3 separate regions of the Mus musculus genome follow, and all the other regions are linked to region 3. Evidence: chromatin contacts called from public promoter capture Hi-C data. All regions are on one chromosome and are shown on one strand. Each heading gives the region's core, a stretch centred on a gene start, on an enhancer-like site or on the middle of the called end of the contact. The rest is flanking DNA. Distances are from core to core; before and after follow the strand shown. Region 1 has its middle 27 kb from the start of Prr5. Region 2 holds the start of Parvg (parvin, gamma). Region 3 holds the start of Mpped1 (metallophosphoesterase domain containing 1).

Region 1 (2,700 bases), core at 20-2,519, 870 kb after region 3:
GGTCTGGGGGTTCCCTTGTGGGGCATCTCCTTCCCCATCCCCGGGTTTTAAGCAGTGCAGTGGCAGAGGGTAAGATGGGGCCTAGAATTCAGAAACAGAGCTGGGAGTCCCGCAGGGTTATGAGTTTTCATGCTCTTAGATTCCAGGAATCCGCTCAGTCGAAAGGTGAAGAATCCAGTGTAGCGACCTCCTCAGCCACACAGCCAGCTCAGCCCTTCTGTGCCAGGGCTGGGGAGGGCTGACTGAGGACATGAGGCTCCGCTCAGAGGAGAGCCCAGGCTAATGAAAGTCTTTATCTGGCTCAACTTGGCTCAGCTAAACCCTGACCATCAAGTAGGCATTATAGGCTCTGCAATAAAATAGATAAAGAAGAGGCGGGGTGTGGGGGTGCTATCTGGAAATCAAAGTCAACCTGAACTACATGTGACCCTATCCCAAGAAATCAAAATAGAGTACCCCCGCCCTCTGGTTTTTCCAAGACAGGGTTTCTCTTGTAACCTTGGCTGTCCTGGACAGGCAGATAGAGTTCAAGGCTAGCCTGGTCTACAGAGTGAGTTCCAGGACAGTCAGGGCTACATAGAAAACCCCTGTCTTGAAAAAGGAAAGAAAGAATTCTAGGGTTATGGATATATAACCATCTAAGCCATCACACAGAATCTATAACTTTGTGAGGATCTCAAGCAACCCAAGATAGCTTTGACTCTGCTCTATAACCAAGAAGGACTTTGAACTCCTGGTCGGTGCTGGGACCCTACCTGGTTTTATGCCATGCTGTGGGTGGAACTTGGGGCTTTGTGTGTGCTAGACGAGTATTCTACCAACGGAGCTACAGCCCCAGCCCCAGAATTAAAAAAAAAAAAAAAAATTTTAAGGACAAATGTCTTCAATAGATGCAAAAACGAATAATCCTCAAACAAATTAAAAAAAAAAAAGGGATACCCCACCAACCGGTAAAGAAATTCCAAGAACGTATAGACTAACGTCACAGTAAATCGGAAGCTTTCTCCAGCAGCCCGGCATAAGACATGGATCTCGGCTCTCCCCATTCCCCCCTTGATCCGGAAGCGCTAAACAGCCTGTATGTTGCTCGCGTAGGAAACCTAGAAGCGTTCTACAGAGCCCTGGCTCTGTGGATAAAGCACCGAACGGACCCGTTGAAAGGTCTGGGATGCTGACGGCAGGCTGGCTGCAGGCTCTCCAAGAAGCCAGCCATCTCAGGCCAACTGCGCCTGTGCTGACTCTACATGGAAACCTGAGAGCAGCCGCGGAAGGACAGATTGCTGGCAGGATGCCAGACCACAGCCTTCGTCACTAATCCCACCCTGGGACACAGGATGTGGATGAGTGGGGGGAGGCGGGGCGGGGCGGGGGATGGGGCAGCTGCCTGCCGGGCTTTCTGAGTGTGCATGGAGGAGGGAGCTTAGACTCTTTATCATCAAGTTCTATGTCTTGGGGTGGGGGAGGAAGAGTTGCCGGCCAGAGCTGTTCCCATGGGGATGAAGGAAAGGTGCCCATCCTGGAACCAGGGTCCTGATCTCCTCATCCTCTCAGGCTCTTCTGTGGGGACCCAGGGTGGACACTCACTGGCAGGGCAGCTGAGGACTGCAGGATGACACTTTCCCAGGAACTGTAAATCTGTGAGCCTGCTGTTGAGGGAGACTTTCCCTCAGCTCTCCCTAGCGGACAGAAGCAACCCAACCCCTATGGTAGCAGTTCCCAGGCTATGGGGGGAGGGGAAGTCGCATTGCAGATATCCTGCATAGCAGATATATTCCATTACGGTTCATAGCAGTAGCAACATTACAGTTATGAAAATTTAAGTTAAGCATCAACAAAGCAATCTTAAGGTTGGGGATGACCACAATGTGAAGAACGAAATAGAAAGGCCACGGCGCTAGGAAGGTTGAGAACCACCGCATGGGCTTCCAACATCACAACCTTGATCATAGCAACTGGCAGAATTAGCGTTTAGGCCTCGCTCACCCTGCTCTTCAGCCCTGCCCTTCAAGCTCTTCCGAGCAACTGGGAGTCCTTCTGCATTCCAACCCCAGCTTCCCAGCTGCAAGGCTTCCCTGTGGGCTTGTTACTCAAGTTAAGGTCTGGGCCCTGGCAGCCCCCCCAACAAGCCAAGCTCAGCAAACTGTCCTCGACAAGCCAATTAAAGACAAGCAACACGCAGAGAGGAGAAAATAGGAAGTTTATTCAACATAGCCATGTTGGGAAGGTGAACGCAGAGGCCCAGGGACTGCTTCCTACTCAAGGCCATCTTCTGTGTCCTAACAAGATATTTAGGCTGACATAAAGGGGAAGAAGTGTGCATAGCCAGGCAGTCCTGGTCCAAGCGGGGCCCCGCCTACCATCATTGTCTGCGTCTAGTCTCTTCTGCAAGGTGGTCTGATAAACTATGAGGACCGTGCAGAATCTCTTCCTAGGATGCAAGCTCCTCCTTGGGTCAGCTCTAGGAGTCAGCTTTGTTCTTTTCCCAGTGTGAAACCCCTGGGAATATCAATATCCCAGAATCGTGGGGTGCATTATCTCCATAGTCTGACAGCCAAGGGGAGGGGCTCATGAGTCTGTTCGGAATAGTTTTTATCCTGACAGATTGTCACAAGCTCAAGGGTAGACGTGGGGGTGCGGGGGGCAATGTGGAAGCCTTCAGAAGTCCTGGGCCTCTGAGGAGTTGCTCGAAATATGACATTT
Region 2 (2,814 bases), core at 312-2,811, 540 kb after region 3:
CTGCCTGGATTTGGTTTGATTTGATTCGATTTGATTTGATTTGATTTGATTTATATGTCCTAGGCATAAAACAGCTGTGGTCACCAAGCCAGGTATCAAGCTAGGGTGCACTAAGGACTGCCATCTGCTCTGCCCCTGACTGATATAAGAACAGCACCAACAACAAGGTGTCTCTTTGCCCAATGCCAGGGGGATTTTCTTTTTCTTTTTTAAAGAGAGTGTCTCATGTACTCTTGAAGTCTAGGCCGGCCTTGAACTTCTGATCCTCCTGCCTCCAGCTTCTGAGAGCTGGATCACACATGTCCTCTCCCATGCCTAGTTTATGAGGTGCCGGGGATTGAACTCGGGGCTTCCTGCATGCTAGACAGACACTCTATCAATTGAGCTCTATTTCCAGCCTCCATCAGGCATTTTGTCATAGGACCAACACAGTCCTTTAAGCAATAACAGCCATCAAAATATGCTCATTGATCCCATTTTGTGCCTGGTGCTATTGTAGGCACTGACTTTTAGTAGTGAGTGGGAAAGATGGGTTCCAACCTGTAGAGCTCCTGGTTTGATGGTGAGACAGCTATCAGGCACCAGCCCATGTCATCAGCTGATCTAGCATGGCTGCACACCGGGTGTGATGGCGCACGCCTTTAATCCCAGCACTCGGGAGGCAGAGGCAGGCAGATTTCTGAGTTCGAGGCTAGCCTGGTCTACAAAGTGAGTTCCAGGACAGCCAGGGCTACACAGAGAAACCCTGTCTCGAAGAAAAGGAAAAAAAAGGATAGTTTTAGCATGGCTGCAAGCCCAAGACCATTGTAAAAGAAAAGGATGTTGTGGAAGACTTCCTATAGGAGGAGGTACCAAAGCTCATGCCAAGAAGGAGTTGTGAGCCATGTGAAGAGTTGAGCAGAGCTTACAAGACATGGGGACAGGCATTGTGACATCAAAGTAAAAGCCTGAGGCACTGGCAGAGAACAGGCAGGTGTTGTGCGGTTTATAGGGAGAGGATGGGAGGGCTGGGGAAGCTGGGGAAAGTAGCTTGTGGGTGCAGAGACTCGGGCTGAGACCTGGAGACTGGCTTTATTTAGGAGCCTTTGGCTGGGTGTAGTGGCTCCTGCCTGTAACTCAGATATGTAAGAGATGGAGGCAGGAGAATCAGGAGTTGAAGGACCACCTCAGCTTGGTGACTTTGAGGTCAGTCTGAGCTACATGAGACTGTCTTGAAGTTAGTCCATCAGCAAGTGAGAAAGCAAGCAAGCTTGGTTGGAGCAAGCAAGCTTGGTTGGAGGGCCGCTCAGAGGGAGGCAGAGGTGCAGGCTGGGCACCATGAGAAAAAGGCAGTGGAGAACACAGTTTGCTGTTGGGGTCCTATCCTTGCTGTTATGTTTCAGACAGTGATTGTCTGGATTGATGGAGAGGCGGGGGCAGGGAGGGAAGTATGAGAGACCCCGTGATGCCATGGAGTCTTGGAAGACTAGGGGCAGGGGTTCTGGCAGTCTTTCAGTGGATTTAGGGTACCTCGCTCATCAGCAACTTAGAGGAGGAAGCTGTCTGCAGCCACCGGGGTGGCAGAGGAAGTGAACAGAAGCCCTGCCTTCCACCTCCGGAACCTGTCTGCGTTGGGAACCTGGTCACCCTCTAAGCTAGTGGGCTCCATTTCCTGATTTGAAAAGAAGCAGCGGGTGAGTGCATCTAATCTTTGGCCTGTGGGGTCCCTGAGCTATTAGAATCTTCTACCTGTTCACATGTCCGGGTAGTGGACCTCAGAGAGGAAGGTGGAGAGGTTCCTTGAATAGAAACCCAGAGGCACATCTCAGCTGGGAGCTCACAGTCAGGGGGATCTGCCAAAGGGGAGCCCCACATCCAGCCACGTTGCTGAGGCCATTGCATCATTTTACTGAGGATCTGTGAGACCCGTCCCCACAGGAAAGCTCTGACTACCTCCCCCACAGCCAGATGAGCAGTTTTCAGACCAGAGCCACTCAGAGCTTTACCGCATGAGAGAAAGCCGAGTTCCCCACCATGAAGAAACTGCTGTTTGGGGCAGGGAAGGAACCCACCTGGGACCGGTCACCAGAGGCAGTTTCAGGTCTATGTGTACTTGGCTGGACACAGGGTCTAGCTTCTCCCTGTAGAGTTGCATCAGAGTCAAAGAGAGAGCGTGCTGGCCTATAGTCACCCAGTCTGAGTAGGAGGAGCTGGCTGGGGCCCAGGCTCCCCACCCCAGCCCAACTCTCTTTTCTCTTGCTCAGTTTGTGGGGTTTGGAACTCATTCCCAGGGGGCTCTGGCCTTTTGCTCCTGGCTTCAGGGTAGGACTCAGTTTCCCAAGGTTCCCAGGCTGTAGCCAGTTTGAGGATGGTGGCTCTCAGCACCGCCCCCCCCCCCCCCCCAGTGCCTCTTCTTCAGCACAACTCTCAGGTTCCTTGTTGTGAATTTCCTTCCAGTTTGACCCCAGACCTCCAGTATCCCAGTGAGCCTGGGAATCCCAGGCTCGTGCAGAGGCTGAACGAGGGACATAAGGGAAGAGTCAAAGGTGGCCATGCGGCAAATGAAACTTCCAGAGGGGAAGTGTGGGCGGAAGAACCAGAAGTAGGTTAGGGAACCAGAAGGGGGCCATTAGCTTCTGAATCTGATCCTTGCTGGGTACGGGCAGGCCTGACAGTGCTCATCACGAAGCTGGCTGTGGGGGATGGGAAGGTGGGGTGGGATGGGACTGCTGGTCTCAGTCTCAGGCCTGACACTGCGCATTGCATTGTGAGGCTGGGGCGGGGGCGGGGAAGACACGACACACTGCTGGTCTCAGGCCCATCACGAGGACGAGG
Region 3 (2,700 bases), core at 171-2,670:
AGGGAAGGGTCTACAGGGTGAGTTATGGGGTCCCACTGGGAGAGAGCTCTGCACCATCAGTTTCTCCTCCTTAGCCTCTTCCTAACCAGACCTACTCCCTGTCTGGGATGCTGGAATGAGTTCTCTCAAAGCACAAGCTTGGTCATAGCAAGGCCTGGCCATAACCTTCAACGGCTCCCTAACACCCTAGCAAACTCCATGGGCTTAGCCAAGCGCCCAAGAACCTTACCTCCATTTCTTTTTCTTCTAGCTCCACAGAGCCTCAGCATCCCACCCTGCCCAGGACCCTGGCCTGTACCAGCCTCTATCTAGAAGGGTTTTTTTCCCCAGCCTGGGCATGATCTTACCCCATGTAGCATCTCCACTTTCAGGAAGCCACCCCAGGTGGCTGTCCCCTCTTCCCACACGTGCCATATCTCCCTCTGCCTCTCTCACAAGACTGGGTTCTCCTTCAGAGCAACCCAAGCCCCAAGTGCCAACTGAGGTGCCCTTGCGGGTCTGACCCTAATCATCTGAGAGAGATGGTAGGCTCTGTGATAAGCAAGTAGAACCCACAAATACTGGTTAAGGGATGTTGGGTGGACTTCCCTCCTAAGTTCCATTGTGGGGAGAGGCCCAGGACAGAGCTAGGCCCTGTGGACTCCTTTTTATCCTGGTCAGGGGTCGGGGGTCTTTGGCCTCTCAAACTTTGCACTGGAGAGACCTCTATGTCTCATTCTCTCTGCCTCCCGGGACAGGGCCTCCTGGAAACCTAGCACTAGGTCCTCTGCCTTCCAGACTGGCTTACCTGCCCGTACTGGGTTTCTAGGTGAGGCCACTGTGGGCCACCCAGGAGACCAGGCTGGGAGACCGGGAGTCAGAAGGGGCTCAACAAGAGGACCCTGGCCTGATCCAGTTGAGGGAGGGGGAGGTGTCCGCATCTCTCTATGGACAGAGACCCCGGTGGCCCCAGGTTGGGGTCCTAACCGCGGAGCGGGTGCCCGGGCACCGAGAAGGAGCCACGCATGCCCCTGCACGCGGTGCCTAGCGCGGCGCGCGGCTCCGGAGGTGAGGGCGCCCCGCCCCGCTCCCCTCTCCAGGCGCTCGGCGGCCGGGGCTAGGGGCTGCGTGGAGAGGGCGCGGGGCGGCCCCTGAGCGGCGGGATGCGGGCTCCCGGCCCGGGAGGGCGCCGAGGCCCCAGGCGCGGCCGGGGCGGCCGGGACCCGGGCGGGAGGGCGCGCGGGGCCGGGGCCCGAGGCCGCGATCGCGCTCCTGCGGGGCCCGGGCGCGCGGGCGGAGCGGCGCGGCGGCGCGCGGGGCCGGGGCGGCGCGGAGCCGGGCGGGGGAGGGGGAGGGGGCGCGGGGAGCCCCCCGCCCCGCGAAGGAGGAGTCTGGCTCCCACTCGCAGCCTCGGCCGCGCGGCGCAGAGGCCCCCGCCCCTGCGCGCCGCCCTCGCGGGAGCCGGGCCCCCGCCGCCCTCCGCGCGCGCTGCTGCTCGCGGCCGCCGAAGAGGAGCCCGGGGCCAGGTAGGACCCGGCCGGGCCGGGAGTGCGAGCGGGGCTGGGCGCGGGCGGCGGGCCGGAGGGGGCGCGGCTGGGACCCTGTCCCCGCACCCGGGGGGCCCCGCGGCGCCCGTAAAGTTACTTTGGCCGCCTCTGCCTTGCCCCGGGCGCGCGGCCCCGGGTCGGCTACCGCCGCTGCGCAGCCAGCGGGGCCGGGGCTGGCGGGAGGGGGCTCGGCCGGGGCCGCGCGGTCAGCGAAACTTTTCCCAGGCTGGTCGACTGCCGCTGACTGCTGTTGGAGTAGCCGGTGGGAGGAGAGGGCTGGTGGGGTGCAAGTGATGATGGGGGTGGTAACAATAGCCACCTCCTGTTGTGGAGAGCCTACTGTGTGCTGCCAGCCTCTGCTGACACTTGGAGGTGAGGGGTGAGAAGGGGACGGATGCTGGTCAAGTGGCTACTTTTGCTGGGTATTGCCGGGAACTTCACTAACACCCATGTGTCGTCCATTCATCCACCCATCTATCAATCCATCATCCTTCCTTCACTCATTCAACACACTTACTGCTCTCTGCTGTGCCCCCTCAGAGGCTTCAGTGACTAATCAGACAGCACCCAGTCCTTCAGGACAGTATTTCATGGAGTGCCCAAGCCGAAAGGTGCCTCTGTGTGTTTATTTTGGGACATGCTACGGGAGAGAGAATTCAAACACAGCCTTCCTGGGTTTAGGCAGGGGCAGAGGAGTGATGTTATGTGAAAGAGACTAGGAGGCCAGTCTTAGGGGTTGGAGACTCCATCCTCTCTTGACCCTCTGGGCCCAGGCTCAGTGGTTCATTGAGGTCAGGACACAGAGCACATTGGACCTGGATGTCCAGCTAGTCTGGCAGGATTGTCTCCTCCTCACTACTGGACTGTCCCCTCTCCTTCAGCATCCTTTCAGAATTGCAGCCCTCCCCCCCCCCACTTCTTCCCCTGAATGGCTGGGAGGAGAACGAACTGTTAACAATTATAAAATTAAACCCGGCGAACAAAAGTGAGGCACCATTGAATGGTTGGGCTCCTTGCCGGTTTATGAATGGTTGTGGCAGACTTGCTAGCAGGGATCAGCTACATTAGGGGGGTGTTGGGGGTGGGGATCAGTCACTAACCATATTAACACCCCAACTAGCCTTGGCCAAAGGAAAATTAAAACAACTTCAGTAGTATTTGGCACATGACTAAA

The links. Promoter capture Hi-C pulls out the DNA fragments that hold promoters and counts their contacts.
Region 1: a contact with region 3 is called in a promoter capture Hi-C map of hippocampal neurons, with 4 times the contacts expected there. The contact joins the enhancer-like site here to the promoter of Mpped1 in region 3. A contact is called at or near these places in 10 of 39 promoter capture datasets (cranial neural crest, embryonic stem cells, frontonasal cranial neural crest and 5 more), 1 of 484 Hi-C or Micro-C datasets (B cells), 1 of 115 datasets of contacts at active chromatin or transcription factors (embryonic forebrain) and 1 of 9 other capture datasets (macrophages).
Region 2: a promoter capture Hi-C map of embryonic stem cells shows a contact between it and region 3, with 3 times the contacts expected there. The contact joins the promoter of Parvg here to the promoter of Mpped1 in region 3. A contact is called at or near these places in 3 of 39 promoter capture datasets (embryonic stem cells and stem cell-derived epiblast-like cells).

The regions. Positions count from the first base shown.
Region 1 is chr15:84,653,117-84,655,816 of GRCm38.p6, forward strand. No RefSeq gene overlaps it. Among named protein-coding and RNA genes, the nearest start is that of Prr5, 27 kb to the right of the region's middle. Within about 2 kb of position 1,270, at least 223 of the 459 cell types and tissues checked have an H3K27ac peak or open chromatin away from gene starts, as enhancers often do. A contact at or near this core is called in embryonic forebrain, embryonic stem cells, hippocampal neurons and 1 more, where this site is marked.
Region 2 is chr15:84,323,159-84,325,972 of GRCm38.p6, forward strand. It overlaps Parvg (parvin, gamma), which reads left to right and starts at 1,562. Exons shown (of 13, transcript NM_022321.4): 1 at 1,562-1,673. It overlaps Gm22890 (a small nucleolar RNA gene), which reads right to left and starts at 194; the gene lies at 51-194.
Region 3 is chr15:83,778,603-83,781,302 of GRCm38.p6, forward strand. Mpped1 (metallophosphoesterase domain containing 1) reads left to right here and starts at 1,421. Exons shown (of 7, transcript NM_172610.3): 1 at 1,421-1,505.